Regions from separate parts of the Ovis aries genome. Here region 2 is linked to region 1. The links are chromatin contacts, called in public Hi-C maps. All regions are on one chromosome and are shown on one strand. Each heading gives the region's core, a stretch centred on a gene start, on an enhancer-like site or on the middle of the called end of the contact. The rest is flanking DNA. Distances are from core to core; before and after follow the strand shown.

Evidence for each region. A called contact is a pair of places that touch in the nucleus more often than the background predicts.
Region 2: a Hi-C map of hypothalamus shows a contact between it and region 1, with 5 times the contacts expected there. The contact joins two enhancer-like sites. A contact is called at or near these places in 9 of 16 Hi-C or Micro-C datasets (blood, hypothalamus, liver and 4 more).

Annotation. Positions count from the first base shown.
Region 1 is chr3:163,049,581-163,057,480 of ARS-UI_Ramb_v3.0, reverse strand. It overlaps RBMS2 (RNA binding motif single stranded interacting protein 2), which reads left to right. Exons shown (of 15, transcript XM_060412962.1): 15 at 1-3,991. BAZ2A (bromodomain adjacent to zinc finger domain 2A) reads right to left here. Exons shown (of 30, transcript XM_060412950.1): 28 at 7,524-7,747; 29 at 7,266-7,409; 30 at 4,391-7,178. The coding sequence ends at 7,013. Among named protein-coding and RNA genes, the nearest start is that of BAZ2A, 36 kb to the right of the region's middle. Within about 2 kb of position 2,615, at least 7 of the 54 cell types and tissues checked have an H3K27ac peak or open chromatin away from gene starts, as enhancers often do. A contact at or near this core is called in hypothalamus, where this site is marked.
Region 2 is chr3:163,220,613-163,228,512 of ARS-UI_Ramb_v3.0, reverse strand. It overlaps STAT2 (signal transducer and activator of transcription 2), which reads right to left. Exons shown (of 24, transcript XM_004006580.6): 9 at 6,765-6,923; 10 at 6,567-6,659; 11 at 6,291-6,350; 12 at 5,881-5,901; 13 at 5,566-5,659; 14 at 5,141-5,188; 15 at 4,977-5,060; 16 at 4,732-4,830; 17 at 4,496-4,631; 18 at 4,328-4,374; 19 at 4,108-4,202; 20 at 3,356-3,492; 21 at 3,001-3,183; 22 at 2,721-2,778; 2 more. The coding sequence ends at 1,193. IL23A (interleukin 23 subunit alpha) reads left to right here. Exons shown (of 4, transcript NM_001185122.2): 4 at 49-427. The coding sequence ends at 210. Among named protein-coding and RNA genes, the nearest start is that of IL23A, 5.4 kb to the left of the region's middle. Within about 2 kb of position 4,017, at least 6 of the 54 cell types and tissues checked have an H3K27ac peak or open chromatin away from gene starts, as enhancers often do. A contact at or near this core is called in hypothalamus, where this site is marked.

The DNA of each region.
Region 1 (7,900 bases), core at 1,366-3,865:
TGCTCAGAGCCTTTACATTTGTGACCTTGCTGAATCCACTTAGGTTCCTTCCCCACCGTGGACCACCAGCGGCTTCACCTTTAGACCAGTGATTCTCAGAGAGGTGGTTTTGTCCTCTAGAGGCCTTTTGACATTTGTTGATGGTCACATCTGGGCGTGAGGCTGTGCGCTGCTGCCATCTAGTGGCTGAAGACTAGGGATGCTGCTGAACATCCTGTAGTGCACAGGAGACCTGGCTCCCCCAACCAAAGAATTCTCTGACTCAAAATGTCAGTAGTGCCACGGTTAGGAAACCCTGATGAAGACAGTGTCAAGCCTGCCTGTGTACCAGAGGTCTTGGTAAATTCCCAGCCCTGGACACACAGTGCTTTTTGAGCTCCGGGCAACTAGTTGAGAGAGAACTGAGGTTCTTTCATTTTCCCCAGGCTTTGACCCTTGGCACCTCAATGTATACAGCAAGGGCTGCCCTTGAAAGGTTCAGGCCATGTGCGCACACACACATTGAGAGGGATCGAGGCGGCAGCTGTTCTCTGTGTTTGTGTGTGCTATGCAGGGGGTGGGAAAGGACAAAGTTCTTTCTAACTGTCCAGAGCATTTGGGCCCCTTTCCCAGGGAACCATGATGTCAAAAATAATTTTCCTTGTGGAAGGACAGCAGGGAGCTAGGAGAGAAAAGAGCAATAAATCCCATCTCAGTATTCCCAAGGTCAGGAGCCCTTCACAACAAGGCTCTGTTTTGCTCTTCAACCCTGCCTCCTTCTGCAAGACCTGGCTACACACCTGGAGACAGATCAGAGGAAGCCTTTGCCCATCGTCCAGGAAGGTCGGTCCTGCACCTTCTCTTCCCAGTCACTCCCTTCTACACTGAAAGGAGAGTGCTGCTCCCCTTCACTTCCAGGTCAGGTGTCTGTCTCTGAGACAGACAGAAAGCCCAGTGATGGAGAATGGGGAAACAGGTGTTCAGTAGGCTGGCTGTAGGGAGGGGAAGGAGAAGCTCCAGGACGGGAAGAGGCTGTGATGTCAGTTGTACACAGAGCTTGGGCCCAGCTCGCCCTTCCCTTTACCCATCCCAGAGTTGAGAGCCCTGCTGCTCCCCACCCCGAGTCCTCTTGTGCATCCTGAGGGTGAGGAAGTAGAGGCAGCAGACAGCAGGTAGGGGATAATAGGTAAGATGGAAAATACAAAAGACGAAATTGCCACAGTTTTCTCACGGGTACTTCCAACCTCAGGAAGGGTTTATCTGATGTAAAACAGCCCCAGTAACCTTCTGGGAGGGTTTGCCTGGGCAGGTAGTGCTTGTTTCTGAGTCTCTAGTCCTTAGTCAGAAAAGTACACCATAGGTCTCTTCAGGAGCTTTGAAGAAGAGTCTAGTTCAGTTAATTAATAAGTAGTTTGGAGGAAACTTGCTAGGAGGTTTAGTGAAAGGAGGGCCTTTCATGTGCAGAAGCTGTTGACATTAATGCTGCCCCTTCTCTGCCTCTCAGAATTCTTGGTTCTACTTTCTCTGTATTTAAATGGCTCTTATTTTGCATTGTTTTGTTCTAAAATTATGAAGTTACCTTTAGTCCGTTTTCCTCATGTGAATCTGCTTAATGGATCTTATTAGTGAATGTTTCTGGTTTGGGCAGGTTTGGGCATGGGAAGTGAGGGAGTGAGAGCCTGAAGTTATTTTTGTAGTGGTTAATGGCATCGTGGAATTTTGTTTGGACCCTTTTGGGTTATACTCATGATACTTTCCCCCTAATTGTTAGTTCTTTTCTGACAGTTCATAACATGGGTGAGTGGAAAAAGGAGAGAAGGAATGAGGGCCAGTTTTTCTCTCTCAAAACGGCCCCCTGGTGGCAGTGGTGCTGCTGAGGGATTGTAGGGGGCGTCTGCAGGCTCATAGCCTTGGGCTGGGCTCTTTGAACTATGCTAGTGTTTTCTTTTTCTTTTTTTTTTTGAACTATGCCAGTGTTTTCTGCATCCTGTCTTCATGGAGTCCAGGTCACACTCTACCTGTACTTCACATCTCACCCTTGATCATTACAGTGCTCGTACCATTCTTAAAATATTTTACTACTTCGTATTTTTTTCTTTTCAGTCAGATAGAACATACTAGAATCACTTTCTCAGATGATGTAATCCTTTATTAGGCTTAGTGCCTGCCTATCCCACCTCATGCCGATATTAGTACTGCTCTTGTCTCACTCTGGATACTCAGACCCAAGGCTTTTTGGAGGAGGGTGTGGGTTGAGGTTACGGAAGATGTAGAAATGACGGTGGGGAGAGATGTTATTTTTAGAGTATTTTTAACCAAAGGATTGGAAGAGCTGTTCAGGACTAGGAAGCCTCGTGGCTCTGAACAGTGAATAAATACCCCTTGTCAGGAATAGATGGGGTAGTAGGGGGACATTACCTGCACTGAGTGTGAGGACTAGACTTTGTTGCTTTACTGACCCTCCCTGGATCAGGCCACCTCAGCCCCGTTCCATTCTTCTTTTCCTGACTTACTGATCAGTGAGCTCATTTAGCTCCTTGGTGCTTGCATTGCTTATCCCCTGCTGCTTCAGTGTATGCCGTTTGGGGCGCCTACTTGTGGGTTGTTCTTTTGCTCCACAAAGGTGCGCGGTGAGAGGGCTTGCTGGAATGGATTGTAAACATCTAAAAAAAAATTTCTTTCGTGCACTTGCCCCCCCTTCTGGGAGAGCAGCAGCATTGCACTTATTATTATTAGCAGGTTACCTCGAACTTCTTGGCCTAGGGCAGTAAACGTGGGTCAGAGATCAGGTCTAAACTTGTCCCCAGGCTCTGATAGACCAACTTCAAAGAGGGTGGTATGACAGCCAGTCTGTAAGGGCTAGGTCTAACCTTGTGCCTTGCCACATTAACCCCTGCCTGACTCCCTCCTAAACCAACTATGCCATTTCTGTGCTACCTGCTTTTAACTCCTTCCAGGCATTAGCAGATCTCGCCTTCACTCAGCTTTTACCCTTTCCTTTTGTAGGAGGGTCTTCCTTCAACAGCTGAGCCAGGCCTGTGAGCTCTATCGCCCTTCTCCTCTTTGCTGAATTCTGCGGCACCTCCCTAGAGGTGCTCCCCACGAGACTAGTAATAAGAGAGGTAGGTGCCCTCTCACCCCAGTTACCACTGCTGCTTCTCCTTGGCCTGTCCACTTCCATTTCAAACGAACCTCTGTTCTCCCGGGTATGGCCCACAACTTCCTTGTCCTTGTTACAGATCTACCTCACAGTTCCACAATTCAACACGGGCACAAGCACCTGGTTTACACGTGTTTCCTTCCTTTACTGTCCTTCCCTTCCCGAGGTTTAGGAAACTGGGGGCTAGAAAGGGCTCACGATCAAATGTAAGAATTCGTTATTTCTATTTCTGGAATGTCTTTGAGATTTTTACCTCATTTATCACCCTAGAATAACGTGAACTCTTCGGTTAGATATTGCTGTGGTAGGCCAAATGATGACTGCTTAGGATATTAAGTAATGCTTGGGAGCCACCCCCAGGAACACCAGCATTGGAGCAGAGCTTATAACTTGATTAAGTTTGCCAGTGGCTGCCACTAGCTGAGAAGCTAAGCATGTACCAAAGCGGCCATCTGAGGTTTTTATAGGGCTGAAAACAGATATTCCTTCTCCTCCTATTCCAGTTAGAGGGTCACCAAAACAAAACTTCCAGCCTTCAGTGTGATAAGCTTTCCCAGCTTGTAAAAAGTTCTCACAACATGTACTGGTGTCTGCATCCCCCAACACATACAGGGGTGGCGAGTGCACCCCTGCATGCACTTAACCACCTTGGACAGGAAATAAGTTTAATTATCCTCAAAACACATTTTGTAGTTTTTCTTTATCCAGAGGTTTCTAATTTTACACTCTTGTCATGTTTGTGCCAGTGCTACCCATTCTAATTTTTCTGACCTTTGGTATTCTCATGTTTCTTCCCTATAATTTGGTAGAATTTCTCTTATTTCAACTTGTGAAATAAAACACAAACGTCTACCTCGTGGTGTCTTATCCATGGGTGGGAAGCTGGGGAAGGTGGTGATGAGCACATACTTTTCCTGCATCAGGAACACAGGTGGCAGCCTTAGAAAGCCAAGGCCATGCCTCACAATGTAGGAACTCGGCACACTTCAATCCTTTGTTACAGCACCTCGGCCAGAAGCACCTGTTCCATTCACAGAAACAGAAATTCTGCCTTGGACGCCTCCTGGAAAAAGAAGGACCAAGCCTGGAGGTTTAGAGAGAACTGTTGACACTTAGGGGCACACTGCTCTCCTGCCTGCTGTCTTCCCCATCAAACCAGTCATATACTCACCCTGACACCACCCAGTTCTCCCCTTTAGGCAATTACAAGAACCTATGTTGAAGGAAGATAAACACACGGAGTCTTTTGAGTCTCTATCAAATGTGGTTTTTATTCAACTGACAAGCACTTTTCTACAGCTGCACTTGTGGAACATCACATGGCAAAAACAGGAGTTTTTTTTATCTCTAGACTTTTTTTTCCTTTTTTTACCTTATTAAAAATGAGATTGGTCCTAAAAATATAGAAAGAAATAAATTTAAATTCACAAAAAACTGTACATTATCAAAAAGTCACTAAAACACCACATTTGGTTATATAAAAAGTCAAGTCCCTTTTGTTGTAAAAGGAACATGGAAATTTGTTGGTGTTGATGGTGTGGTTTCTTCCTGTTACCAGACTGATGGGAGAAGGGAAACAGAGGGGCAGGGGTGGGTTTTATTTACTTTTAAAACTTGCCTTCCCTATCAAATACTCTCGTCAAGAAGAGAAAATCCACCTAGCTCAAGGGGCAGTGAAGATGAGGAAAGAAAAGTGAGAAATGGCCCCTTTGATCATGCCCTGTCCCCACCCCCCTATCAACCCCCACTCCAAACTGAGGCTAGGACTCCACCCCACCTTCAGAGTGCCTGGTCCCTAGGGAAAGAGATGGAGCTGGGAGAGGAACACATAGCAGGAACAATTGAAACTTCACTCCCCCGTCCATCTAACCTCCAACAGTAAAATTAATCTAGAACATTTTATACTGGGGAAAACTGCCGTGGGGAAAAAGAAGAGCCCCCAACTATAACAGTTCCAAATGCTTGACTAACACAAAGTTTGTTACAGAGCAGTTATTTAGATAAAATATAAATATTTATGCATAATATAAAGTCAATTCAAATATTCTTCAATCCACCTCTTATTTAAAAGCAAAAAAAAAAATCTCAAATAAAATTAAAAGTTCTGAGGTTTATCTGACAGAAAAGGCGACTTTAGAAATAGGCTATGGGGGAGTAGGGGCATAAAGAAAGAAAGGGGTTGCCCCAGGACCTACACTGCCCCCACCCCCTTCAGTGGCTATTCAGTGCTGCTAAAAGTACAGGAATGCTCCCCTCACCTGGCACCCCTCTCCCACTAATGGAACATTTCTTGGATGCCTCAGCTCTCTGCTTGGGCCAGCCAGCAGCCACCTCCCCAGTGCAAGTACCCGTAATCTCTGATGGGAGGGGCTCTGCTGAGCAGGAAAGCAGGGGGCCAGGGGCCCATGGCTATAGCTGGGAGTTAGCAGCTTTCCTCTCACATGTTGGGGCTTAACTTGGGCATAGTCACATGTAGGGCAGTGGTGGACCCAGAGCCTCTCCTCCCTACTCACTCGTGCTCTGGGGTCTCTGCTCCTGGGGAAGGGGTCCCAGGATATGAAGTGGATAAGGGAAGGAGAGCACAACTAAACCCACAGAAGCTCATGGGATTAGGGAAAGGTCCAGTTCTACCCCTCTCCCTGCAAAAGCTTAGGACTCAGAGCTACTGAAAGGAGAAGCTGTTCCTGCTAGAAGATTGCACAGTTTGAAGAGGCTGGAACAGAAATGACTGGGAGAGAGGGAAGAGACACAGCTTTGACCCAGAAAAACTGTTCCTGTGGTTTCCCAAAGACAAAGTGATAGTTTAAAACAATGAGAAAGGTGTTTCAATGGTTTGAAACAATGGGAAACAGATACTTGGGGGGAAAACTGAATGGATGCCACCAAAAACAGGGGCACAATCACATCCTCTCTCACTCACTCACACACCCACACACACCTCTCTCTCTCTCAGGCCAGTCGATTGCTACCTGGCCTCCATCTTGGGGTGTGCCCGAACTCAGCAGTAGTTGTCCCTGAGGAGTTCCCAAGAGGGAGGTTTGGGTAAGAGGTGGGGAAGGAGGCTGGAAGGCCCAGGGTCCAGGGTGCCTCCCTGCCCTCTCCCCAGTTTACTGAGTTTCAGAAAAGGCTAGGAACTCAGCATTTGAGGAGTATCCAACATTATAGAGGGGCTAGCTATTGGCAGGAAGATGAGGACAGAGAGAAAGACAGGGACCTCTGAACTTCTTTTTCCTTTGAAGGGAAAAAAGATTTGGGGGAAGAGAAGGGAGGAACCCGTACACATAGTTTTACATTATTGGATGAAGAGACAAATCTGAAGGGGAGAGGGGAGTGAGAGAGAAAGTGAGAAGCAGGGGAGGGACTGAACATGGAAGCAGCATGTTCAGGGCCCGGTGTCCGGCTCGACACACTTGGGAGTTAAGTCCACTTTACTGGCCGTCACTGCGGGTCCACACACAGTACAGAGTGTTTCTCGGTTTCACACATTCACTAGAACTATTGCTATTGTTAAATAGCCCCAGAATGCTGGGGCACGTACAAGGAAGGTGAGGAAGCTGGGAGGAGGAAGTAGGGGCTTCTTTCCTCCTCCTCTTATTTAATTAGGAAATAAAACAGGAAAAATTATTTTTTCTTTTTTGGCTTTCAGTCCAGAAGGACCTCATCTCTGCCCCTCTTATCTGAGGAACAAGAGGAGGAAAGGGAGAAAGGGTGTAAGGATAAGAAGACGTAGGGTGCTGCCAAGGGCAAGGTCAAAAATCAGGGTTCTCCCTCTGACTTGAGTCTGGACCCAGGGCAGCATCAGCAGGTGAGAATGGCAGGGTTTATGTGGAGGCAGGGAGCAATGCCACAAGGTGACTCCCCAGCTCCCACGCCTCACAGATTGGCCTGTTTTCCCTGATAAAACTCCTCCCAGCGGCTCTCAAAGAAGCGGCGCATGATGTGTCCAGCCTTGCCCACTTCAGAATCATCTTCATTGAAAGTCTGGCAATTGTCAAAGACCAGGAGTGCATCAGCCGCAAACTCCTCTGAGCTGGTGTACCTGGGCAGGGGTGGAGACAGAGCTGTCAGCCGGGGTACCAGCATGGCAGTAACAGAAGAGCCAGGAGAGTCAATCATGTCTACTTACCCTCCCCGGAGCAGTCGCTCCCTCATGGTGGAAAAATCCATAGGGTTTTTGATGATCCGCCGGTACCCACTCACCAATCGTGGGTTCACAGGCTCCAGGAAAGGCCAAGCTGCATCATGGGACTCCATCTCCATTAAGATAATCCTATTATGAAACAGACAATGATGATACACTATCAGGAAGCAAACCACGGACCCCTCCTAGCCCTCTACTCTGGAAAACGTAGAGCCGGTTGTCCCCAGAATTCACTCAACTCACTCGCAGAACGTGAGATCACTGTGATGGTTCCGCATGGAGACGCGCCGCCGCTTCGAGGGGGACAGCCCTTCCTCTGAGTACCGGGGCACTGCTGGGCTCTCTCGGCCCCTTGGTAGCAGCCGGCGGCGGCGGTTGTCACCCTCTGGGAAGGTCAGCACATAACTGCTTTTCCGCTTCTGGCCTCGTTTTGGGAAACCAGATTTCTGAGTCAATTCTCCTTCTACCTGCTGAGGATAAGAAAAAGGTGAGATCAGCCACAGCTGGAAATACGTACTCTGCTTGCTCTCTACTTTATCACAATCCCTACTTGTCTGGGGGCCTCCCAGTGGCACAAGTGGTAAAGAACTCACCAGCCAATGCAGGAGACGTGGGTTTGA
Region 2 (7,900 bases), core at 2,768-5,267, 170 kb before region 1:
GGGTGAATGATTTAGAGTCCTCTCTGATTGTGTCCTGTGTCCTTTCAGCCCAAGGGTCACCACTGGGAAGCTGAGCAGACTCCAAGCCCTATTCCCAGCCAGCCATGGCAGCGCCTCCTTCTCCGTCTCAAGATCCTTCGAAGCCTCCAGGCCTTTGTGGCTGTAGCTGCCCGGGTCTTTGCCCACGGAGCAGCAACTCTGAGCCCCTAAAGCCAGCAGCTTAAGGATGACACCCAGACCTCCATGGCTCAGTAATGTTAAGATCAATCTATCAACCTAGACACCTGTGAGCCAATGAGTTCATCGGTCCATTAATTTTAATGAGACTTATTCTGTTGAAAAATTACCAAAACTGACTGACTTATGATGTTGACTCAGGAGAGGCTGAATATTTATTATATGGGAAGGGAAATTTTGGGATTATTTATAGTGGCAGGAGCTTGGGGATGAGGATTATTTATTATATTTATACTGAATTATGTACCTTTTTCAATAAAGACTTATTTATGTGGATCTCTAAGTCTAGGCTTGTCAGTAAAAAGAAACAGAATGGAAAAATAGAGTCAAAGCACTATAAAATGCATCCTTCTGTTCTGCAGGGCTATGGTGGAAAGGGGTCTTACCTTGTGACCCCTTGGTATATAGAGTAACTGGGATCTTTTTGGCCATAATCCCTGCTAAGGCTGAGCAAGCTGAATGAGGTTACAAGGGACTGCAATTGGGAAGTATCGTTCCTAGGCGTGGCCCTCTCTTGCTCCTTGACCCAGGGCTTCCTTCCCTGCTTTCTTGGCCAACAGTCAGAGCTGTTATGAGCAGAAAGGGCATTCCAGAAAGATGAAATGAGCACCAGGTTAGTCTTATCAGTCACTAAAATGTTGAAAGCCTTCCATACTGGAAAGAAGCCACTGCCCTGAGCCATACAGGAACCTCCTAACTGTCCTGGCCTGCCCTTGAATGCCTGTACCTCCCAGCACAGCAGGCAGCCTCCAGGCTCCTAGTCGGAGCCATGGGTAACATCTCTTCTGATTCATTGCTGCCTCTCCCTCACCCATATTATGCTTCTCCCTCACATTCCCCCAGGGTTAACCCAGTTTAGAAGGGGCACATGCCTCATGTCCATCCTTGGAGAGCAGTGTCATGATGTGAGGGGTAGGAGGGCAGATGCACAGAAAGATCTGAGGAAATGTAGCTCCTAGTAGTCAGAAGGGCTCAAGGGCCCATCTGCATAGAAGTGGCTGGGGCTGAAGACGTCAGCTTCATCCATGGTGTTCTGGCAAGGCAATAGTGGATCACCGTTTGGCATGATTTCTTCAATCTTCATGCTGTTCCTAAAGACTGGATCATCCAGAGAAAGAAGTCAGGCCCTGATCTCAGAGTAGGAGTTCCCAAACCAGCAGGGAAAGTGAGAGAGGATGGCAGCAGAGGCCTAGATAGGGCCTGAGGGGGGCATTAGGTGGGTTGGGGGAGGCATGTGTATTTCCTAATGAAATGAATTGCAGGGAAATCAGCCTTTCTCCAATGAGGAGCTTAGAACATAGGCTTTTTCTATAGCGAGTGAGGGAGGGGAGTTGGGAAAGGCAATGTGTCCTCTCTTCCCTGGTTGCACATCATCACTTACTTTCCATGTCCTCAGTGTTCAAGTGTCTCAGATCATAGGGCAAATCTGGTTCTGGTATGGCCTGTACATCGAGCTCTGGAATAGGCTCCAGCTGCAGTTGTGGTCCTGGGTGTGGTTCTAGGACTCCCTGTGACACCTCGCCTAGTGTGCGCTCCAGCGTGCGCTCCAGCGTGTGCTCCATGCTCAGATCCAATCCTGCCTCCAGCAGTGGCTCTAAGTCCAGGCCTGGCCCGTGCTCAGGCCCTGATGTGAACCCTAATGACTCCAGCTCTGGCTCCAACTTGAGCTCCGGCAGTTGCTGCAGCTCATCCACCTGTCTGGATACCCAATACAGACAAAAGAGCAGGGCTCAGTTGTTTAGGTGAAGTGGGGAATGGCAGAGAAAGCAGAGGCTATCCTTCTAGTCTAAAAAGGCAACAGAGCAGAGGGCTTAAGACCATAGGCTCTGGAATTAGGCTTACTAGAGTTTAAATCTTATCATTTACTAGTTGGGGGACCTTAGGCAAAATGACCCAACCTCTCTGAGCCTAAACAACCATACTTCAGAATAATTGAGAGGCAGGAGGATGGTTAAAATCAGGGCTCTGGAATTTGAGAGACCTGGATTACTGATTAGCCATGTACCTGAGGCATGACACTTCACCACATTAAACCTCAGGTTCCTCAACTGAAAACAGTAATAACAGTATTTTCTGCCTCACAGGACTGTTATGAAGTCAGTAAATAAGAAAAAGAACACAAAGCTTTTAGCCCAGTGCCTGGCACATAATGAATTTTCATTAACTGTGGCTATTACCATTTCTGGCTTGGCTGGGTTCTCATAAGGATTAAATGGAAAAAAAAAAAAAAACATGTTCTAAAAGAATCTAGTACTATGCTTTGCATTAGTGATGATGATGATTATTGTCAGGGAACCCCCATGGAGACAACCTAGGGATGGCAGCAGGAAAATAGAGGCTAAAAGGGTAGGAGAAAAACCCCCAGAGGGCTGGGGAGCCTGGGTTGGAGGAGAGAAGGCCGAGGAGACCAGAACTGGGCAGGTCTGGGTCACTATATTAGCCAAAAAGGGTTAAGGAAGGTGGGCAAAGAGTTCATATCTCACCTGTTAGAGACAAAAATGAGCTTATGTTTCAGGTATTTCTTCCGCTCCTCAGGATTAACTACGGGGGACAGACACAGGAGGCAGAGGAGGTCAGTGGATTGGACACACTGCCCCAGGGTCCTCTAGTGCAGATGGTCCTACTGACTGACTAGCAGCGTCCCACAGACAAATCCCTTCCCCTCTCGGATGTCGGTTTTCCCATCTTGAAATGGAAGAGCTGCATTTATGGATGCCTGTGGACCCCTGCACTCTACCAGTGAAATGTATCAATGGTTCTCACTTTTCTCCTGGGAGTAGCAACCAAAAGCCTCATCCCGGGGGATTCGCGGGTAGAGGAAGCGCAGTGGGTTCTCGGGTATGTTCTCCTCTGTGAGCATCTGGTACTGGCTGATGATCTTGGTCAGTGGGAGTGACTGCAGCACATCCTTGGTGAAGGGCTGCACAGAGTTGATGAGCACCTCGTCTAGAGAGCAGATGTAGGAACAGGCAGGCTTGAGAGGAGAGGCTGGGCCCGAGGGCTTCCCACCCTGGCTGCCCAACCCCAAATCTGCCAAGGGATTTGGGACAGAGCCAGGGAAGCCAAGGGCAGTAGAGGGGAGGAAAGGAGAGGCTGAGGGAACGGTAGAGCTGCTGACCATCATCTTGGTGTTCCACCCAGGAGCAGGTAATGCCCCCCTCCAACGTTTCACTGAAGCGCAGCAGGAAGGTGCCAGAGACAGTCTTCTTCAGCAGCCGGCGCACCTGGTTCCGGCTCACAAAGCCCATGATACGTCTGCAGCGTAGAGAGCAGCTGTGAGGTCCTGCTGCTTCCTACTCCTCTTGTAGAGGGACAGAGTGCCAGGGCTGGGCCCCAGTTCTGCCAACCTGTTGCAGACTGTTTTGTGTAGGCCAAGTCATTTCATTTGACCAACAGTATCCACCTCCCAGGGCTGGAAGAGGTGTGAAGCTTCAGTGAGATCACACAGATGAAAAGCACCTTGTAAAAGGCAAAGTGCTGCCCAAATGGGCAGGCAGTTGTGGTGGAAAGTGCACAGGGGTGGGGTCAGACAGCCCTGGGTTCAAACCCCGACTGTCCCCCTGGTATAACTCCCTTAATCTCCCTGAGCCCTCACTTCCTCACTTGAGGGTGGCAATACCCACCACGCAGCAGGGCTGAAATTACATGAGAGAATTCATCAAGAGCACCCAGGAGGCTCTGGAACACAGTGGATGCCTGACAGATGCAGGCTAGGAGATTGCCACTGCCGTCGGGAGTGGGTGTGACCCCACAGCGAGTTTTGTACTCTCCCTCTATCTGCCACACGAGGGCGCACAGAGTCCACTCTCAAGCCCAGAAAAGCAGCTGGGCCTGAGGGAGTGGAAAGAGGGAGACTGACCAAGGCCTTACCCATCCTTCCAGAGATCCCTCAGGTGGTCATGTATCAGGTCCAGAATCTTGTCGAGCCATGTCCAAAACGGTAGCTTGCCAGGGGGACTCTCTCGCTGAAGGAGGAATGGCAAGGCAGAAAGAGGTGCAGAGCTGCCCCGAGAGTGGAGAGCGGGGGGTGGGGGAAGGGCTAGTAACTGGACGGGCCCAGGGGCCAGCTGCAAGGGATGTAGGGAATTACCTTAATGAAGTCAACCCAGGACAACCCTTCAGTCTTGGAGTTCTGCCCTGTGGGAGGACAGTTCAAGATGACGGAAGGAGGCAAGGCCAAAGGTCCTGGGACAGAAAGGACGGAGGGCTGGGGCAGATAGAGGCTAGGGAAAGGCTGACAGAAAAGAAGTATTGGTACCAAACAGCTTGTCCCTCAGCATGCCTAGCTGGTCTGAGTCGAGGCCTCGATTAACATAGGAGGAGAATTGCCAGCTGAGAGCAGGGCCCAGCAAGTTCCATGGGGCCTTCGGGGGGTTGGAGAAGAACTGCTGATCCTGCAGAGGTGGGAGGGGACAGGGTGGCTCAGAGCAGTGCCCTCACACCAAGCTCCACGCCCCTCCCCGCCTCCCTTCAACTGTGGGCCCCACCTCCTACCTGGGGGTTTGAGCTGAGCAGATTGAACCAGAGAACAGAGGCCCAGGCAATTGAGAGTTGGTTCATGTTAGAAATAATCACCACAGGGAGGGTGTCCGTCTGAGGAGGAGACAGAAATCACCAGCGAGGGATGTGAGGTTTCCAACTGCAGATGTTTGGTAAGGGCCTGATCCCAGCCTACCCTGAATGGTTTCTGCTTAACCCCTCCTTATGTCTCCCCACAAATGCACTTCATTTTCACTCACTGTCAGCTCCTGCTTCAGACCCTGGAAGGTGTATTTGACTGTGAAGCTAATGATGTGCAATTCCTCTGTAACGGACAGCAGCCCCTGGGACAACAGAAGACTCAGTGATCAGAGTGCCCTCTGGCAAGTTCCTCCTGCCCCCTAACCCTCTGTCCAGGCCTCACCTTACTGTTGCCTTTTCCTGAACCCCCTGAACGCTGCTCCACCAGAGTCTGTGAATGGAAGGGAGGGAGAAAGAATGCCAGAGAAGAGACCGCAGGGACCCTGGAACCCCAGCTTTGCCCTCAGGACTTCCCAGGGCCTGGGAACTTCCCCCAGTCTGTTCCATTGCACTACAAGCTTAAAACAGCATCCCTCTGGGACTTCCCTGATGGTACAGTGGTTGAAAATCCGCCTTCCAATCGACATGGGTTTGATACTTGGTCTGGGAACTAAGATCCCACATGCTACAGGGCAACTAAGCCCACGTACCACAACTAGAGATCCTGCAGCCACAGCAAAGATGCCGTGTACCGCAACTGAGATCCAGTCCAGCCAAATAAACAAAAATAAATACTAAAAAAAAAGCATTCCTTCTTAACCACCTTACCAGGTAGCCGAAGTCCCAAATTAAGCCCTGAGTCTGGCCTTTCTCGGGGGTCAAAGTTTTCTGGTTTGAGGTCAAAATGTTGAACTTCCGGAAGCTGTTCCGAGGAAAAAGAAGATATATGGAGGTCAGTAGCAGAGTCCGGTAGGAAAACAACAAAAGTTCCACTTCATTAAGACCTCCCCTCTCCTTTCTCTGTCTGTGCACCACACAAATCACCCTCCTCCTTGTCTGTGTCCCCATCAGGGCTGTCACACGTGACTGTGTAGCTCATGCAGTGCACACAGTCGGCAGCATCCTTGTTAGGTAGGTACCTACCCTTGTGACTTGGGAGACTTCCTAAAAAGAAAAAAAAATCATTAGGAAGCAAAATAATGTGGAAGTAAGGGATTTAGTCTTTGGGGTCAGACAGACCTAAGTTCAAATAGCTCACCAGTTATATGGCTTGCACTAGAGACATAAATTCTCTGAAGTTATTTCTTCATTTGAATAGTGCATTGATAATATCTAACTCCTGGGGCTCCTGTGACAATTTTAAATTGGGTACTTGACAAGCTACACGTCACATAGTAAGGACTCAAAAGGGATGAACTATTTCTATGAGGTAGTAATGGAAGGGGAAAGAACACAGCCCTAGGGCCTGGTTGTGACCGGTAGCTATCTCCTCCACTCCATCATCCCATGTCCTGGGCGCCTCTTGGTCCCACCCTTCACCTGCCCCAACTTACCTGTCAACGGAGACTTCCGCAGTCAGTGATTCACTGCCTTCTTGGAGTCTCACTAGCAGCCTGGAGGAGAGGGAGGTAGATGGGGGAAAGTGGTCAACCTCAATCTCCTGGATAGAACAGATGTTTAAAAAAGATAAGGGAAGAGATGAGAAGAGGTAAGTGGACCAAGGGGAAATGAGAGAAGAAACAGCTCAAAGTGAGAAGATCTGAAAAGCCAAAGAGCACACAGTGTCAGGGCTGGAAAAAGGAAGCAGGAATGAGCTCTGAGACGCCAACCTTGTTCGGACGGTGAACTTGCTCCCTGTCTTGAGGATGAGGGGTCGATGAAGAGTTTGGGGCATGCAGGGCTGACTTTCTACTACAAAGGCTCTGGAGAGATGTGGAGAGAATATATAGAGGTCAGTATCTGTAAGAATGGCTCCCTTGGTCCTTTCCCTCTGGCCTCCCTGAGGGGTCCTTTCTTGGCCTCCAGACCTGTGAAGCAGGCGCTGCAGCAGCTCTGTGACCTGCGCCTCCCGCAGGTCCACCCCTTCGTTCAGAGGGTCCCCCTGATAGGAGACCATGTGACTCAACTCCTTCAGCTCCTTCAGCAGCTGCCGCAGGTGAAACAACAGCTTCGCTCCATCTGTGAACCTGGGTAATGACATAATCCAAGGAAGAAAGAATCATGAGTTTCCTGGAACCCCCAAACAGGCTCCAAAAGCTCCCCTTTAACTATGTGGAAAGTCATAAACTGATTGGGACAAAAAAAGAATCCAGGAAGTGTATGAAAGATTATTCAACACTGTTCATAATGCAAGGAATGAAAATGAAAACCACTTTCACATATAAAAGCAGTAATTCATTAACATAATAAAGCTAACATATGATGCTTGATCTCTACTTTTTTTTAAAGTGTTTTACACATCTTCATGCATTTAATTCTTAAAACAACCCTATGAGGTAGGTCCTATTTTATCCCTATTTTATGGAGGATAAAGCTGAGGCACAGAAAGAGTAAAGCGACTTGCTCAAGGTCATAAAACTAGTAAAGAATGAAGTTGTATGTGGTCCCAGGCAGTCTGGGTGGACAATCCATGCTTTTAACTTCTATATTTTACTGTTTTTATGATAAGAAATAATAACAATAGACAATGTGGTAACAGGAAAACAATCATCCACTATATAAAAGCAAACAGACTGGGATAGCAGTTTGGAACTATTTTTTAAAAAGCCTCAAAAATGTACATATGCTTTACAGTATTCCATTTCTAAGATACACCCTAAGGAAATTATCAAACAAACGGACAGACAGATGGTCATAGTTCATGGCTTTGTTATCTGTAATAGAAGAATTAGAAACAATTGGTACTGGGTATATATGTGGTGGAAATTTAGTCTCTAAGTCATGTTCAACTCTTTGAGATCCCAAGGTATAAATTATGTTATAGTTACATCATGGAATACTATGCAACCATTAAAAATAATGATAAAATAGGTGGAAATTTTTAACATGGAAAATGTCCAAAATAAATTAAAAAATATAAGATAGTATACATATATGATATAATCTGATTTCTATTTAAAACAGATATATATTTGTGTATATGCATAGGGAAAATCTGAAAAAA